Regions from separate parts of the Zea mays genome. Here region 2 is linked to region 1. The links are chromatin contacts, called in public Hi-C maps. All regions are on one chromosome and are shown on one strand. Each heading gives the region's core, a stretch centred on a gene start, on an enhancer-like site or on the middle of the called end of the contact. The rest is flanking DNA. Distances are from core to core; before and after follow the strand shown. Region 1 holds the start of LOC103636257. Region 2 holds the start of LOC103636280.

Region 1 (4,093 bases), core at 406-2,905:
AAAGCTCTCCATGATATACAGGTCACTGCCAGCATCTGATGCACCATACTTAGTAGTAAGTGCATCCCACAACTGTTTCCCGTCTGTGTACTGCATATTCGCATCAACCAGACGGTCAACAAGGGCGCTAAGAACGGCTCCCGTGAACATAGTATTGGCATGGTCGTACTCTTTCTCCTGTTCAGGAGTCAGTGGACCCTCAGGTCTGCCTTTACTAACATGGAAGACATTCATAGCAGTAAGCCAGAGCGTGGCCTTGACTTGCCATCTCTTAAAGTGCATACCATTAAACTTTTCTGGCTTCAGCGCGTCGGCAAAAGCAGCCATAGAAAAACTAGGAAATTGTCTACAATAAGGTTTTTGGATTGTTGAATAATTAGACAAATTCCAAATTAAATTCCGAATATAAATCCTGACCAAATCAGAAGAACTGAAATAAAAGCCAAATCAGATGATGCGTACTGATTAGACTTACTGATTGTTGGTGCGCGCCAGGATCAGATGGGTTGACGAGGTCAGCAGATCACGAGCAGTCGCGTGAAGACGCTTCCCAAAAACCTTATTCGCGCTCTCCCGGTGCAGGATCTAGAAGACGAAGGGTTCCGGAGACCTGCTCTCCTGATCGCAGATGCACCTCTGCGGTCGGGACGAAGGGAACTAAAAGGCGGCTCAGCTATGAAGAGAGGCGAAAGCGAACTGGGATCTGGGATGATTTGGAGGCTGGCTGCCGGGCTCCTTTTATAGGGCCGAGTCCGCGACCCCAGTGCTTATCCGCCCACGAAAATCTCGCAATCAGTTGAGATTTTATAGGGATCGGTTAGGATAAGCGTAACAGCCAAGAAACCAAAAAATCAAACGGCAAAAGGTAGCCGCGCCCCCGCAAGGCGAGGGGCCGGATTTCGGCGGACCATTCACGCGCATGTCGTGCGCCCTTCGCCCCGCCCGGCCCGGCCAGGCCAGGCGAGGCGAGGCGAGCGAGCGCGCGCGCGCGTGTGGCTCTCCACACACTCTCCTCTCATCCATGACTTGGTGAGTGAGTGTGGCTTACATATTTAAGCTAGCTCTACTCCACTAGAGCTAGCAATATGGTGCTATTGGTTTCACCTATCCCTTTGCCATCCACTTATATGGGCTTTTGAGATTTTCCTGGGATTTATTAGAAATTCTTAATTGGGCCAAGCCCATAAATCCTAACAAGTTTTTCCAGCTACCCACTATTTTTCCAGGGTTGTGCTTCTTATAGTGCTGATCCATATTATGGCGGGGTGTGGGCAGGATACGCTTCAAATGGAATTGTGAGTATCTATGGTTTATAGTTCTACAGCATTTTCAATGTTTATACTTGTTAGCATGGTTAAGTTACATAACAAACATGATCCATATATTTTGCCTAAGTTATTAACATTCAGTTACTGAAACATTTTGTCCCTACCTTTCATTCGTGAATTTGCTGTGTGGAATCCTTATTTATTATCATGCAGGTCCATCCCCAAATTAGTGGTGCAGCAAACACTAGGGTACCATTGCCAGTTGGGCCTGCAGCAGAGGAACCCATATTTGTCAATGCAAAGCAATACAATGCTATCCTCCGGAGGAGGCAAAAACGCGCAAAACTGGAGGCCCAAAATAAACTGGTGAAAGGTCGGAAGGTAAGTCTAAGTGTCTGTTTGGTTTGTGGCTAAATATGTCATATTTTGATTAAGGTTGGTCGTCCGAATTAAATAACTAGCCTTAGTCAGAAAAATTAGGTAAAGTGTGCCAACTTAGGTAGGGAACCAAACATGCCTTAAAGCACTTCACATTTACCCGTACCGGTTTCTCTTGTAAGTTCCATAATTTTGCACACTTAGGGATGCACTACACCACTAAACTATTTACCACACCTTCTATGATCATTCAGATGGTTATCAGAGATTCAGAGTCAGTGCAATTTATAGACTACTAGTACAGTTTTGGCATACAAAAACCTATCGCGGCTGCAGTGTATGTGGGAACAGTTATGGATAGAGTACCCGATTTATAGAGAGTTTAATTTTTTTCCACTTTTCTCTCCCCTCACACCTCAGCCGCCGGTTTATAGAGATAGTTTAATTTTTTTTTCCACTTTTAAATCCCCTCCCACCTCAGCCGCCGGCCTTCCCCTGCCAGCCGCCGGCCACCTCCGGACGCCGGTTCTTCCTCCTGCCGGCCCATTCTTCCCTCCCCTCCATGGATCCTCCCGCGTCCTCTGCAGGGGCCGCCACCACCACCGCCGTCAGCACAGGCACCGGCCTGCCTCCCCTGCTCGACTCCCTCACCGGCGTGGGTGCGGCCTTTGCGGCCGCTGCCTCCACAGGCGCGGGCTCGGCCCCCCACGCGGAAGCAGGCCGCGCGGCCGTCGCCCCCCACCTCGCCGGCGTGAGCGCCAGCTCCCTGCCTGGCCCACAGGCCGCCGGCGCAGCCACACAGATCACCGGCGCTGCTCTAGCCAGTTCCCTGCCAGGCCTCTCCGCCGGCTTTCTGCCCAGCCACCTCGCCGGCGTGGGCACCAGCCCTATGCTCGGCTCGCCGGCCCTCGGCGCCGCTCCCGCCGCCTCCCTGCCCGGCCTCCCCGCCGCCTCCCTGCCCGGCCTCCCCGCCTGGCTTGGCCTCACTTCCACGCAGGCCACCGCTGCTCTCTCTGCGCAGCAGCGCATTCGTCGCCCGCCGTCAGGCTTCTCAGATCCAGCGTGGGCTGACACCGTCGTGTCTTCGACTGCTACTCCACCCACATCCTCCGCGCTTGTCGCAGCCATCGCCACCATCCAGGCAGCCGTTGCCGCTTCCCAGGAGCACGAACGCGCCGCGTCTCTTGCCTTGGAGCAAGAACGTGCCATGGGTGCCGCCCTCACCGCCCAGATGGCCACCGCGCAACGTCTCCTCCTCGGTCGCAGCCCCACCATGCTGGTCGCCCATGACGATCTCCCGATCACTTCCGAGGCTCCCCATGTCTCTGGGCTCGACGCCACCACCATCGTCGCCCTCCACGCCCAGGCCGTCGAGGTTCACAACATTCGGTCCCTTGTGTCTGTGGTGTTGGATCCGACGTCCTCCCACTACCCTCGCTGGCGCGCTCAGGTGCTCCTCACGCTTCGGCGGTTCGCCCTCGCCGACCACGTTCTCTACGACCTCGTCACCCCGCTGTCACCATCGTGGGCCCAGATGGACAGTGTGGTCCTCTTTTGGCTCAACAACACCATCACCGTCGAGCTACAGGACATCGTCCGCGACCAGGCGGACACCGCTCGCCAGTTGTGGCTAGCTCTTGAGGACCAGTTCTTCAGGAACCGGGAGGCCTGGGCGCTCCACCTCGACGACCAGTTCCACCTGTTCTCTCAGGGGGATCTCTCCGTGGGGGAGTACTGCCGCCAGATGAAGGGCATGGCGGACTCCCTCCGGGACCTCGGCGAGCCGGTCGCCGACCGTACCGTGGTGTTAAACCTTTTGCGTGGCCTTAGCCCCCGCTACAGTCACCTGAAGGCTTTGATTAAGAGGACCGTGCCCTTTCCCACCTTCCATGTCGTGTGGAACAAGCTTCTTCTCGAGGAGCTCATCATGGAGACTGAGGCACCCGCTCCGGCCCCGCCCCTCTACAGCTCTCCTCCCGGCGGTCAGGCGCCTTCGAGGGAGCAGGCCCCTCGCTCTCTGTCGATCGGGGCTCCTACCCGCCCTCCACCCGCAGTCCCTGCGGCTCCTCGTTCGGCTTCCACCGCCAACGGAGGTCGTCGCTCCCGCAAGGGCGGTCGCGGGGGTGGCGGCTCCACCCGAGGTGGTCCCTTCGGCCAAGGTGGCGGCCAGGCGTGGCCATCATTCTACAACCCCTGGACCAGGACCATCTCCATGTGGTCGGGCCAGGCCTCTAGTGCCTCCTATCCTCCGGTGCTGGCGCTCCTGACAGCGCCTCCCTACGGCGTGCCTCCCACGCCTCCCTATGGCGTGCCACCAACGACTCTGGCACCATTCCAGCTCTCGCCCTCGTGGACCACCACATCGACGCCTTGGTCCCCGCTGGCTGGAGGATGGAACTCTGCCTCCCTCGTCGCCGCCTTCAGCACCATGGCGATGACCCCACCCC
Region 2 (4,093 bases), core at 522-3,021, 680 kb after region 1:
TTCTATTTTTTTTTTGTCTTTTTAATAACATCTTGAGTTTATCGGTGGAAGAAATTATCCATAATTAGGTATTTTTCTTTTATTGTGGCCTGTTTTATGAAGTCGTTTTACTAGTATACTATTGTCATTTGGCTCTAAAAATTAACGGTGTATATAATTTGATATGGGATACATATGCACTTAGGGCTTGTTCGGTTATTCCCATTATACATGGATTGTATGGGATTGGAAAAAAATTAGAAGAGTTTTGACTTGCTTGGGATTTAAACCCACCCAATCCCACTCAATCCACATGGATTGAGAGCTAACCGAACAAGCCCTTAGATGGTGCCTTTAGGCGTCAAAGATTGCCAGCTCCCCGCTCCCCTACTGGTGCGAGTAGGACTGGGCGTTCGGTTCGGTTCCTCGGTTCTTGTAGAAATTCGGTTCTTCAAAAACTAGAACCGAAATAGCAAGATAAAGAAATCAAAACCGACTAGTTCGGTTCTCGGTTCTTCGGTTCGGTTCCTCGGTTCTAACCGAACTGTAACAACCACTCTAAAATTCTGAATAACGACAACTTTTGTGAGAAATTTCAGCAACATCTCCCCGCAAACAACCACGAGTGCACAATGACCATAATTTCATAGATAATACATGGATGATTAGAGGTTCAACATAAGTCGATAAAACAACATCCGAAGTTACAAACACATGTAACAAATTGAATCTAATACTTTTGTTTTTTTCGGTTCTTTCGATTCTTTGGAGTGCAGAACCGAAAATATCTCATTTATTTCGGTTCTCAAAAAAACCAGAACTGAATTTCATAACGGTTCCTTCGTTTCGGTTAGTTTGGTTTTGGTTCTCGGTTATTTCTGTTCGGTTCCTCGGTTCCGGTTCTTTTTGCCCAGGCCTAGGTGCGAGGCACGGTGACGACGACATGAGTGATGGGAGTAAAACTATAAGGACCAGTTTGTTTCGTTGGAATTGAATTCCGTTTTAATAATTATAATTTAGACAAAACTAATTAAGTTCAAATATTTATATATGTAATATATTTGTATATTATTCTAAATCATATGAGAAAGATAGTTATATACTACATTTATATTATAACGAAGCAAGTAGAAGATTGTGTTATAAGTTGTACATCGGGAAAATAGTATATAAATCTATAAAATCAATTTCCATCTCTCATCCCATGAATTTGAAATAAACTTATATGATAACTTTAAAAAGTGGTGGAATATCACATTTTAAAAAAATAACATATTTCATTAGTAAGATTTCAACTCCACAAAATAAAAGAAAACAAACAGGGCCTAAAAGATTTTGTCTAAATTTAAGCGTGTAAAGATGTGCCTCATAATAAGTAAGTATAGACGCACTATACTCTATTGCAGGCAAGAGCTCAACGAAAAAAAGACCCAACAAGTAGCATTCAGTCTCTATTTATAGAGAAAACAGATATTTAAAAGCTTATATAAGACTAAATTACTACACCGATATAGACAGGATATAAAACACCCATTCGAGTTGATCCTAAAAAAATGACAAAACAAGTAAAATTAGATAAGAAAGAAGCGACATAATAAACAGAAAAGGAATATAAGCAAGTAAAATTAGTTTTTTTAGTTATGTATTTTTTAATTTATATAATTTTTGTTTTTTCATTAATTATGTAGATTTTATGTTCTAATTTGATGTATTTATATTTTAATAAAATGATATGTTTTATGTCAACTAAAACTTTGCAAAATAAAAACGTTGCTACAGCAGTGCCAACGGTAAATAAAGTTAAATACATTCCCTTGCCTTCCTCAGCGGCTCCTCGTCCTCGGCTCCTCCCGCTCCCCTCCGCACTGTGTCGAGCCGAGCGTGCCGCTGGCCGACCTTGGCACCTTGCCCGCGCCCGCCCGAGCCCCGACGCTGCCTGAAGCAGCAAGTGACAGCTCCCCTGGGCGAGCCGGTTTACTACCAGCACGGTGAGCTTCGGTCGGGCGGAGCAGACGACAGGCAGCACACCAAGGTAGATCGACGGGCTCTACACGGACCCGATCTGCCTCTATGCTGCAACCTGGATTTTCTTCTTCCAATCACCACCACAGCGCAACGCCTGAACGGCCGTCGCTGCCGGCTACGCCAGGTGCTCAGGTCTTATTCGGCCCCTTCGCCGGCGACGAGCGCCACCAGGTACGCCCTCCTTCCCTTCCTGTTGTGTGAAACTGTGCCCACAAACACTATCTTACTATTTGTATTCGGATCTGATCTAATTTCAGGTGTATATGCATACAATATGGCTACTAACTTCGATCGCCTTGCAGAAATTATATGGTGTACATGTGTGTACACCCATGTCCTTTACTCGACCGCCCCTGATGGTTGCTATGTTTTCTTTGCCATTCTATAGGATGCGTCCGAGACTAAGTTGATGAAGCAGCCTACTTGGGTCTTCTTTGAGAAAGAATCGGTAGGTTTTTTGGCTGGTACAGAGATGCCAAGCTGAATTTCGTTACATGTGGCTTTGTCTTTATTCAAATCAGATTCAACCATTTAAATGGACTACTAAGTTCCATTGCCTTGGAGGGCCTTAGCATTCACACCTCGTTACTGTACTGCATTTGCATAATTTTGCATGCAAAACATTACAAAGTCAAAGATAGACTAGCAACTTCCACAAGGCGCATTAGCTTGTTCCTCATGTATCCATGTTAATTGTTTGGTCTTTTAGGCAAAGGAAACTTTACTGGCCACTGAAACAAGGTCTGGCTCATTCATTGAGTAGGTACACGTGACATGCTTATTGATAGGTGTATTGATGCAACCTTCTACACTTGCATTGATAGATTGGCGATGCTTAGACCATCACTGTAAGCACCTAACTGTTCCCTCAGCCCGTAAAAACTCATCACTGTCTTAATGATTCTTACTGGCATGGTATAAATAGATGTTGAAGCTGTGAATTCGAAGGATGTGCTTCTTTATTGTAGCACTGAACCAAATCTAGGAATTGAGTATGCAGTATATCTGTTTGCTAAGTGTAAATCGAGTGAGATGGTTATAGATTGTGTCTTCAATCTTCTGGAATAACTCCTAGTTTGGTTAACCATACCAGGTAACTGACTTAAGAGAACAAATTCTCCAACTCATTCAGCATGATTGTAAGGATCAAGAGGTATGTTGTGATTTGGTAACAGCTTGGCAGTACTGAATCAGTGTGTTTTCTTGTCCATTATTATGTTAACAACATATTTGATACTGGACATGGTATTGACTTGACAACAGGAAAAATCACGGGCAGAGCTACTGGAGAAGCTCAACAGATGTAAAAGAGATACACTTATCGAACTGTGTCGCTCGTTTGATTTAATTGGCTCAAGAGCTAATAGGAAGGTTGGTCCAACTTAAAAACTTGAATTTTCTATTCTCACCTGCCCGAGGGTGCACATTACAAAACATTTATGTTTCTTTTCAGGAGGAACTTGTATTGTTTCTGATGGAATTCATTAAGGATCACTGTTCTGGTAGTGATGTCATAAACTCGGATAAGGTCCTAAACTTTGGGTTACTTTGGCCATAAAATTTTTTGAACACTTATCTAGAAATGATAACCGATGTTGTCGGTTTTCCTTTGTAACTTAAGCTACTGCCCTATCATCATTGGCGCTCAAATACTTTTTCATGTGTCTTATCTATTGTAGAAATACAAGAAAAGAAAGCGTGTCAGAGAAGAGGAAAATTTGTCTGCTGGTAAACCTTCAAAGGTAAACTATCTCCACACATTCGTTTAGAATTATGTTTGTATGCTTCCAGCCTTTTCCTTAGCATCACAAAAGTTCATAATCTATTTGAAGATATTATGATTGTTAGGCTATCTTCAGCAACCTTACCTATCTTGTTAGAGCAGTGGTTTGAGGGAAAACCTAATCCTAATTAGGGTAGACTGAGAGTATATATATTACCAGTCTATGGGCTGAGCCAAAGCCCATTACAATAGAATAGATACGTGATCCTCTGACACTGTCGGAGTCACAACTCTAGCTTGTACAAATGTTGAGACTGGACCGAAACTCAGAGAACACCATGAAAGGGAAGCCCTTGGTGAAGATGT

Evidence for each region. Hi-C and Micro-C count contacts between places; a contact is called where the count stands out from the background.
Region 2: a Hi-C map of leaf shows a contact between it and region 1, with 7 times the contacts expected there. The contact joins the promoter of LOC103636280 here to the promoter of LOC103636257 in region 1. A contact is called at or near these places in 2 of 25 Hi-C or Micro-C datasets (leaf and leaf mesophyll).

Annotation. Positions count from the first base shown.
Region 1 is chr1:72,141,739-72,145,831 of Zm-B73-REFERENCE-NAM-5.0, forward strand. It overlaps LOC103636257, which reads left to right and starts at 1,656. Exons shown (of 2, transcript XM_008658625.2): 1 at 1,656-4,093. The coding sequence starts at 2,209. LOC103644713 (nuclear transcription factor Y subunit A-7) reads left to right here. Exons shown (of 6, transcript XR_002266130.1): 4 at 1,208-1,295; 5 at 1,482-1,649.
Region 2 is chr1:72,826,199-72,830,291 of Zm-B73-REFERENCE-NAM-5.0, forward strand. It overlaps LOC103636280, which reads left to right and starts at 1,772. Exons shown (of 10, transcript XM_008658646.2): 1 at 1,772-2,175; 2 at 2,393-2,452; 3 at 3,098-3,157; 4 at 3,268-3,375; 5 at 3,458-3,532; 6 at 3,684-3,746. The coding sequence starts at 2,050.